Linked DNA regions of Mus musculus: region 2 is linked to region 1. The links are chromatin contacts, called in public promoter capture Hi-C maps. All regions are on one chromosome and are shown on one strand. Each heading gives the region's core, a stretch centred on a gene start, on an enhancer-like site or on the middle of the called end of the contact. The rest is flanking DNA. Distances are from core to core; before and after follow the strand shown. Region 1 holds the start of Ap3m2 (adaptor-related protein complex 3, mu 2 subunit). Region 2 holds the start of Bag4 (BCL2-associated athanogene 4).

Region 1 (3,766 bases), core at 278-2,777:
ATTTTCACTGAATTAAAACAACCTTATTTTCCAGAGGTTCGAGGATCAGGCCCAAGTCCTCTTCCCATTGGTGCATTCAACTTTTTGATACTGCCAACACGACACTGTCATCCACAAAAACACCCTCAGGAAGCATACAAGTCACAAAACGAGATGGGAAAGCAAATGTCCCCATGACTTAAGGAAGTTTACCGTTTTGTGTTGGGCAACGTTCCTAGCTGTCCTGGGCCACATGTGGCCTGCAGGCCACCGGCCAGACATACCTGCTACTATTACATGAGCCCTAAGGATTCTTCCCTTGAATTCCCAATAATAACTAGCAGCCAATTTGTTTGTCTGTTGTAGATTTTCAGTTCTCTGTTATTATTGCCCGAGTTAGATCCACTTAAAACACTAGTTTCAGGCTTGTGAGATGGCTCAGCAGGTGAGGCTTGCTAACGATCCAAACAATGGGATTCAATTTCATTGGGACTCATAACATGAGAGAAGAGAAGTGACAACCTGTTGTTCACATGGGTGCACATAAATATACTTAATTTTCTTTTAAATCCGACTTTGCCAGGCACTTGGGAGCTAAGACAGGAGGATCACAAGTTTGAGACTAGCCTGGGTTACATAACATGATCCTGTCTCAAAAAAACAAACAAAACAAAACAAAACAAAAAAAATCTAGATGAAATAAACAAAGATGTTAGGCACTATTTAAATGGGTAGTGGGCATTTGAAAAGAGGCCGATAGTACTGACATATACTGTAAGATTAGAGACTGGACAGCTTCGGTTGGGAAAAAAGACTCAATTTTAAATATCTTACCACTTATTTAATACTGGTAATATGTTTGGGTCAAATGAAATATATTAAAATTTAACTTATCGTTAGCTTACCACGATTCCTATTCGAAACAGCATATGTGATGTGCTTTCTACTTCTCCTGAGCAGAGCCAGCCCCTGGAATCTTTGCCACTGTGATCTTTACTCATTCACTAAGGACCTATTCTCTGAATTATTTGTGCACAAAGCATTCCGCTGGATGCTTAAAAAAAAAATCTCTGGAGACACCCTAGTTTGTCTACAGTGACATCTCCAGGATGAGGCAGCTTTGCTGCACCCAGGGGTGGCCTAGAAGCGAACTGACTTGAGCTAGCACAACTGGTCACATTGCTAAGACCTGTTTTCCTAGTGCCCCAGGAGAGAGTCCAGATCGTCGGCTGCCAAGACAGCCATCGAGAGGTTGCAGCCCAGCAGCCTGCAAGCCTAGGGTATTGGAGGCCCTATGGGCCTTGGGGCTCCAGCCTGAAAACTGTCCAGAAGCAGGGACCCTGGTCCCAGAACTGTGCACCTGCGTTGCCATGGCAACGGCATTTGTAGCCCGGGACTCTTCCCGTACCTCTCTCCCAGGCGACGCCCAACGCAGCCCTTCCCATCCGCGCGCGCCCAGCCCAACCCTACCAGCTTCGACCAGGTCTCAGGCTCCGTTCCGGCTCCGCAGCGCAGTCGCGCTGCGCAGTGCTCCTTGCACGAAGGCTCCGCCCCCTCCTCACCGCTCTCACGTTGATTGGCCAGCCGCTCCCCGGCTGCCGCTCCTGCGCTCTGATTGATCGCCGTTCGCTTGCTAGGCTCTAGCATCCGATTGGTCTTTATTGAAGGTCCGGTAACCTTCAATTGGTGTAGCTCTGAGACTCCAAGCCCCGATTGGAGGATGAAGACAGTCGGTCATCCAGTCACAAAGGGCCTCCGGGGAGCTAGAAAGTGACCGGAAAGGTAAAATGATTCCCGGGATGCTTCTAATTTAATGCATCACAGATAACCAATCATAACTAACCTCCATTACACAGGTGCACTTAAAAAGCGACTGCTTGCCGGGCCTGTGGCGCAGGTCTTTAATCCCAGCACTCAGGAGACAAGCAGAAGTATCTCAGTGAGTTCGAGGCCAACCTTGTTGTCTACACAGGGAGTTCCAAGCCAGCGGGAAAGAACCGGGAAGAATAGAGGAAAGGAGGGGAGGGGAGAAGACAAGAGAGGAAAGGAAGGGAGAAAAGTAGAGACGTAGTGGGGAGGGGGGAGCAAGGCAGAGAAAGAGTGACAGACAGACAGATAAGACTGACTTCTCCTTCCAGACTCTCAGTTCCCAGATCCGATAATGAAGGTGTTGGGGCAGGTCTTTGAAACCACCTTAAATTTAAAGAGATCACAGGTTACTGTGACTCGGGAAAGTGTGAAGCAGAGATCCGATGGAAATTTTATCTTCAGTTAGATTAAAATGAGGCATTCGGTAAGATGAAGTGTGAAGGGGGTTGCAAAAACTGCTGGGCACACTGTAAGATGAAATGACAAACTGCGGTGATGACGGTCGTGCCAATCTAGATGAGTCTCCGAAAGGTCTCTGGCAGTACCTAAAAACAAGAGGCCCTACCTCAAATCAGATGGAAGGTGAGGAGTGATATTCTGACTCCTACAAGTGTTTCCATGCACAAATGCAAACGCGTACCTCATACATGCAAAAACGGGTGTGTGTGTGTGTGTGTGTTTATTTTCCCTTTCGTTTTGTTACTTGAGACAGTTTCGCTGAACAATTCTGGCTGGCCGGGAAGTCTCCAGATCGGGACAGCTTTGAACTGTTTCCCTCTGCCTCCCGCCTCCGGAGTGCTGGGATTAAAGGCTTGTGCTGCCCACCTGGTCGCTACTCACCCGGGGCCGGGCGCGCGCGGGGGAGGGGTGTGAGAAGAAATTTTAAAAATAATTTCAAAGCTTAAAAAAAAAAAAAAGAACGATTTGTGACATTGCCTCATACGTCCCGTTTGAAATTACAGAAGAAATAGTCATCAAATGAGAAGATTTCCGGAGGAAGAAAAGAGATTGGTCCAAAAAAAAAGAAGTTTTCAAATAACATACTTAGTTTCTAAGTAGTTATTTAGATAAAGATTACTCTCAGAAGCAAACCAAACCTCTGCTTTGCAAACATTTGTCTACTGTGTGCCAGACCCAGCTGCTTCCTGTTCATCAAATGTGGGTTTTTTTGTAGCTAGAAGTGAAGACCAGAAAAACTTCCTCTGTCAAGTCACCTCCTGGGTTTCCTTTTCTCTGCGTGGCTTACTTAGCATTGCCTGAGTGTTACAGGTGGCCTTTTTATCATTTGAGAATGAGTTTTCAAGTTTTGTTAAAAGTTGACTCAGTGAGATGTGACGCAGCTGCCCCAGAATTCCCTTCAGCATCTGCCTTTATTAAGTACAATGTAAGGAAGACCGTGACCACTCCCTCCCACAGACCAGACGCGGAAATGTGACTTTGTATAACTCGTCCTATGCTCCTCAGCACACAGACACCAGCCTATTTTTCTCTGCACACTGTTCCGCCTTCTCTCTCTTGATCTATTCTCTTAGGCTGTACTCCCCCCCACGCCCAGTTCCCCAGACAGATCTTGTAAGCTCCATCTGTCCTCATTCTAGGATTCCTCAGACAGCTTATAGGCGTGTGGACCTATAAGAACCTCCCAACTCCCAAATTCACGTGGCAGCCAAAGATTTTTTTTTTCTGGCGCTATAGATTTTTTTTTATTTTTTAAAAAGTTCCTTCATAGAATAGACAAAGTAAATATTGAGAATTTCATCAAAAATACAAGTTCTTTGAAAGTGCATAATCATTGAAAATAACCATCTGAAACACAAAACAAATCATCTTGATTGTTTACATAACCATTCTGTCTTTTCAGCCAAGAAAGCTCTAGCTGTTCAAATGTGAACGCCACTAGAAAAGCGACAATAGGGAG
Region 2 (3,672 bases), core at 267-2,766, 3.0 Mb after region 1:
CTGTCCTGGAACTCATTATGTCCATGTGAACCAGGCTGGCTAGTCTGCCTCAGCCTCCTGGGTACTGAGATTAAACACACCAGCCCTTGTTTTTTGTTTGTTTTGTTTTGTTTTTTTGTTTTTTGTTTTTTTTTCAAGACAGGGTTTCTCTGTGTAGCCCTGGCTGTCCAGGAACTCACTTTGTAGACCAGGCTGGCCTCAAACTCAGAAATCCGGCTGCCTCCCAAGTGTTGGGATCAAAGGCATGCGCCGCCACCACCAGCAGACTTTTTTTTTGTCGTTTTTTGTTTTTTCAGCCCTTGTTTTCTATTTCTTGAGTATACTTACAAGTAGACCTGCTAGATCATAAATTAACTCTCTGTCAGAAGTTTTAGGAACGACCCAGCTATTTTCCAAAGCACTGTACTATTTTACAATCCCGTCGTGGATATGTGAGAATTTTATAATTAATTTTCTGCAAGTAAGAATGTTACAAAGGCCAAAAGATGTGTGCCACCATCCTAGAATGATAGCCCCATACGAAGATAAAATAGAAACACACTTTTGGCATGTATGCAAGCAACAAAATGTTACAGGTCCAAACATACTAAGCAAGTCGGTCTCTCAGAGCCTTCTCCATTCAAAAATTGGGAAGCATTAATAACATCTGTCTTGCAGTCTTGCGATGATTAAATAGAACATTAAGGTACTTTGCAACATTGATCCCTCCTGATTCAATTCCAGGCAAAGCTTTAGTGATAAGGAACTAAGTGATCAGCCCGCCCCGTTTCGATCCCTTCCCCGTGGGAGGGGCTGCTGAGTAAGGGCTGGGGCTGCAGCTCCCCGAGCCACGCAGGATAAATTGTTACAGCCCAATCACGCTAACCTACGCTCTCGGGAAAGAGATCCTGCAGCCTGCTACTAAGCTTAGGAAGTCAGCGCAGAATATTTTTTCGTTTTTTTTTTTCGTGGTTAACAAGAACACTTATGATGGCTGAAGTTAAAAAAAAAAGCAAAAACAAACAAACAAACAAACAAAACGAAGGGACAAATGGAACCCAAGCCTAGCTCCCCTCGCATCTCTGGTCCTCGTCTCTGCACCGTCCCCAAAAGAAGAACAAATCAGAGACCCGAGTCCTAACAGACCCTAAGTATAAAACCCCCAAATGTCCTCACCTCTGCCCAAGACTTCCCGACTGGAGCCCCGGAAAAGACTTCGAAGCTTACCTGGTGGCCTCCCCCGGCTCTGCTCGCTTCTGCCCAGGCGCCTCCCGAGGGGTAGTAGCCATCGCCACCTGCGCCTTCGCCCGGCCAGGTGGTCTCGGCCGGGGCGCCCCCGCGCCCTCGCCAGGAAACCGGAGGCTGGGGAGGCTCCGGACGAAGAGGGGGGTATAAGGGCGGAGGTACGTGCACCGGGACATCGCCTCCCCCGGGCCCGTAGTAGCGGCCGTAAGAAGGGCCGTCACTGGGGCCGTAGCCCGAGCGCCTCAGGGCCGACATGGGCTCCGCTGCCGCGAAGCGCTTCCCGCCCCCCACGACCGTCCCATTGCGCAGGCGCCTGCGGGAGGCCGCTATTGGCGAGCGGCGGAGGGGGATAGGACGGCTACAGCCAATCCCGAGCCGGTCCCGCCCCTTGCACGCCGAGCGCGGAACGGTCATGGACGGTACGGGTCAATCCGGGCCTCGGGTCGGGAAAGCGAGGCGAGGGGCAGCGCTCGTCACGCGTGAGGAAACGCCTATCCTCCGCCCTTCCGACCTGGACTTCACTGCACTGACTGGAGGGGAAGAGAACGTGGTCGGCCACCGACTGGCAACACGCCCGGCACGCCTCTTTCGGCGGACGGGCAGGCGATACCGGAAGTGGGTGGGGTCACCTGAAACGCTTCCGGCGACTAGCGGTGTCTGAGCTGCAGGTGAGCGGCCGGTTCCCGTCCGCGTCCCGCCGACGGGCGACTGGACGCCCTCGCGGCCGTCCGGTGCAGCCTTGCGAGAGCTCAAACATGAACTATATGCCCGGCACCGCCAGCCTCATCGAGGACATCGACAGTGAGTACCTAACCTCTCCCTCGGGGGAAGCCTGGTGTGGGACCCCTTTTCGAGTGGGCGTCCCTCGACAAGGGCCCAGAGAGTGATCTCTGGGCCCGGGCGGGGTGGTTCTGCCTTCACAGCCTCGGACGGAGCCTTTTCCCAAGCTGCCTTCTCTGTCCTTGAGCGGGTAACACCTCCCCGCCCCCCGCCCCCCAAGCTGTGAAACGCCTTCCGAGGGGCGCAGCATCCGACTTGGGAACGTGAAGGGCAGAGCACGCGAAGGAAGTCGCCTGAGCCACTTCGCGTTCCCAAGTCGGATGCTGCGCCCCTCGTAAGGCGTTTGACAGTGAATGGATGGAGATTGCTTCTAGAAAGGACTCACCAGACCCGACAACAGCAGTTGAATTTAATTAGCAGAGAACGTAGGCTTTCTGTTGTATAGCCACTAGCACTCTCCTTTTTCTGTAAGGGTCATTAGCACTTTCAGATTAAAGTTGTAGAGACAGGTGCCGGACGTAATAACGGGATTTTCTGCGAATGCTAAGTCACTTCAAACTTACTCTTTTCTGTTTGACAGTTTTGCTTTTACTAAAAGGAGGTTAGTCCTGTAAAAATAAAGAGGTTACAATTTCGGTTTTAAAAGGTTTAATTTATTGTGTATTTATGTCTCGTCTACATGTAATTAAACCACGGGCATATTGGTATCCACGAAGCCAGATGACTTTCTCTTCTTGGGATCCTCTGGAATTGGAGTTATGGACCGAGTTACAGAGTCACAGTGTGGGTGCTGAGAAAGGAACTCAGATCTTCTGCAAGAGCAACACGTGCTCTTCTGAACCATCTCTCCAGCCTCCACTTTCATTCCCCCGCCCCGAATTCTTACCTGTGTATGATTCCTTGAATATAACTTTTTTTTTTTTTTGGTTTTTCGAGACAGGGTTTCTCTGTATAGCCCTGGCTGATCTGGAACTCACCTTGTACACCAGGCTGGCCTGGAACTCAGAAATCTTCCTGCCTTTGCCTCCCAAGTGCTGGGATGAATATAACTTTTAAAGCAGCATTAAAAAAACAAACAAACAAACAAAAAAAAAAAACCGCTGTATATGAGCATGTATGTATGTGCATTGCGAGCTTGCCTGGTGCTGGAGAGAACAGAAGAGGGTACTGGGTCCTCTGGAAGACCAGACAATACTCTTTAGCACTGAGCCATCTCTCAGGTCTATAATCAGCATTTTAAAATCATTTTAATACTGTGACTTTTCAAAAGCAAAATGATTTACAACTTCAAACAAGTAAAAATGTTTTGTGTGAGTTTGCAAATTAGAGAGCAGCTGTGATTATATAGACTGGGATAAACATATTAAAGTTTGCTCATATATTACAGGTATAGATATTAATATATATTTATATGTGTATTATAGCTGCATACACATATACACTACTTTATAAGCCTATCTATGAAGTGTGATGAAATACTCTTAGTGGAACTTTTTGCCTTCACCTTTCCTTAGATACGTGAATTACCGAAGCTTCTAACAACAAGTCTGCTATCTTACTAAACGCGCTTGTGTTCTCAAGCCTTCTTGGACTTTGTGGATCTCAGACCCTTTCATTTGATATACAACCTTTAGAACGTGTCTGTCCCAGTCTTTATGGGGCCTTTTG

The links. Promoter capture Hi-C pulls out the DNA fragments that hold promoters and counts their contacts.
Region 2: a contact with region 1 is called in a promoter capture Hi-C map of pre-B cells, with 3 times the contacts expected there. The contact joins the promoter of Bag4 here to the promoter of Ap3m2 in region 1. A contact is called at or near these places in 2 of 39 promoter capture datasets (liver and pre-B cells) and 1 of 115 datasets of contacts at active chromatin or transcription factors (astrocytes).

The regions. Positions count from the first base shown.
Region 1 is chr8:22,804,127-22,807,892 of GRCm38.p6, forward strand. It overlaps Ap3m2 (adaptor-related protein complex 3, mu 2 subunit), which reads right to left and starts at 1,528. Exons shown (of 9, transcript NM_029505.3): 1 at 1,450-1,528.
Region 2 is chr8:25,783,693-25,787,364 of GRCm38.p6, forward strand. It overlaps Bag4 (BCL2-associated athanogene 4), which reads right to left and starts at 1,517. Exons shown (of 5, transcript NM_026121.3): 1 at 1,207-1,517. The coding sequence starts at 1,479. It overlaps Lsm1 (LSM1 homolog, mRNA degradation associated), which reads left to right and starts at 1,899. Exons shown (of 4, transcript NM_026032.1): 1 at 1,899-2,025. The coding sequence starts at 1,980.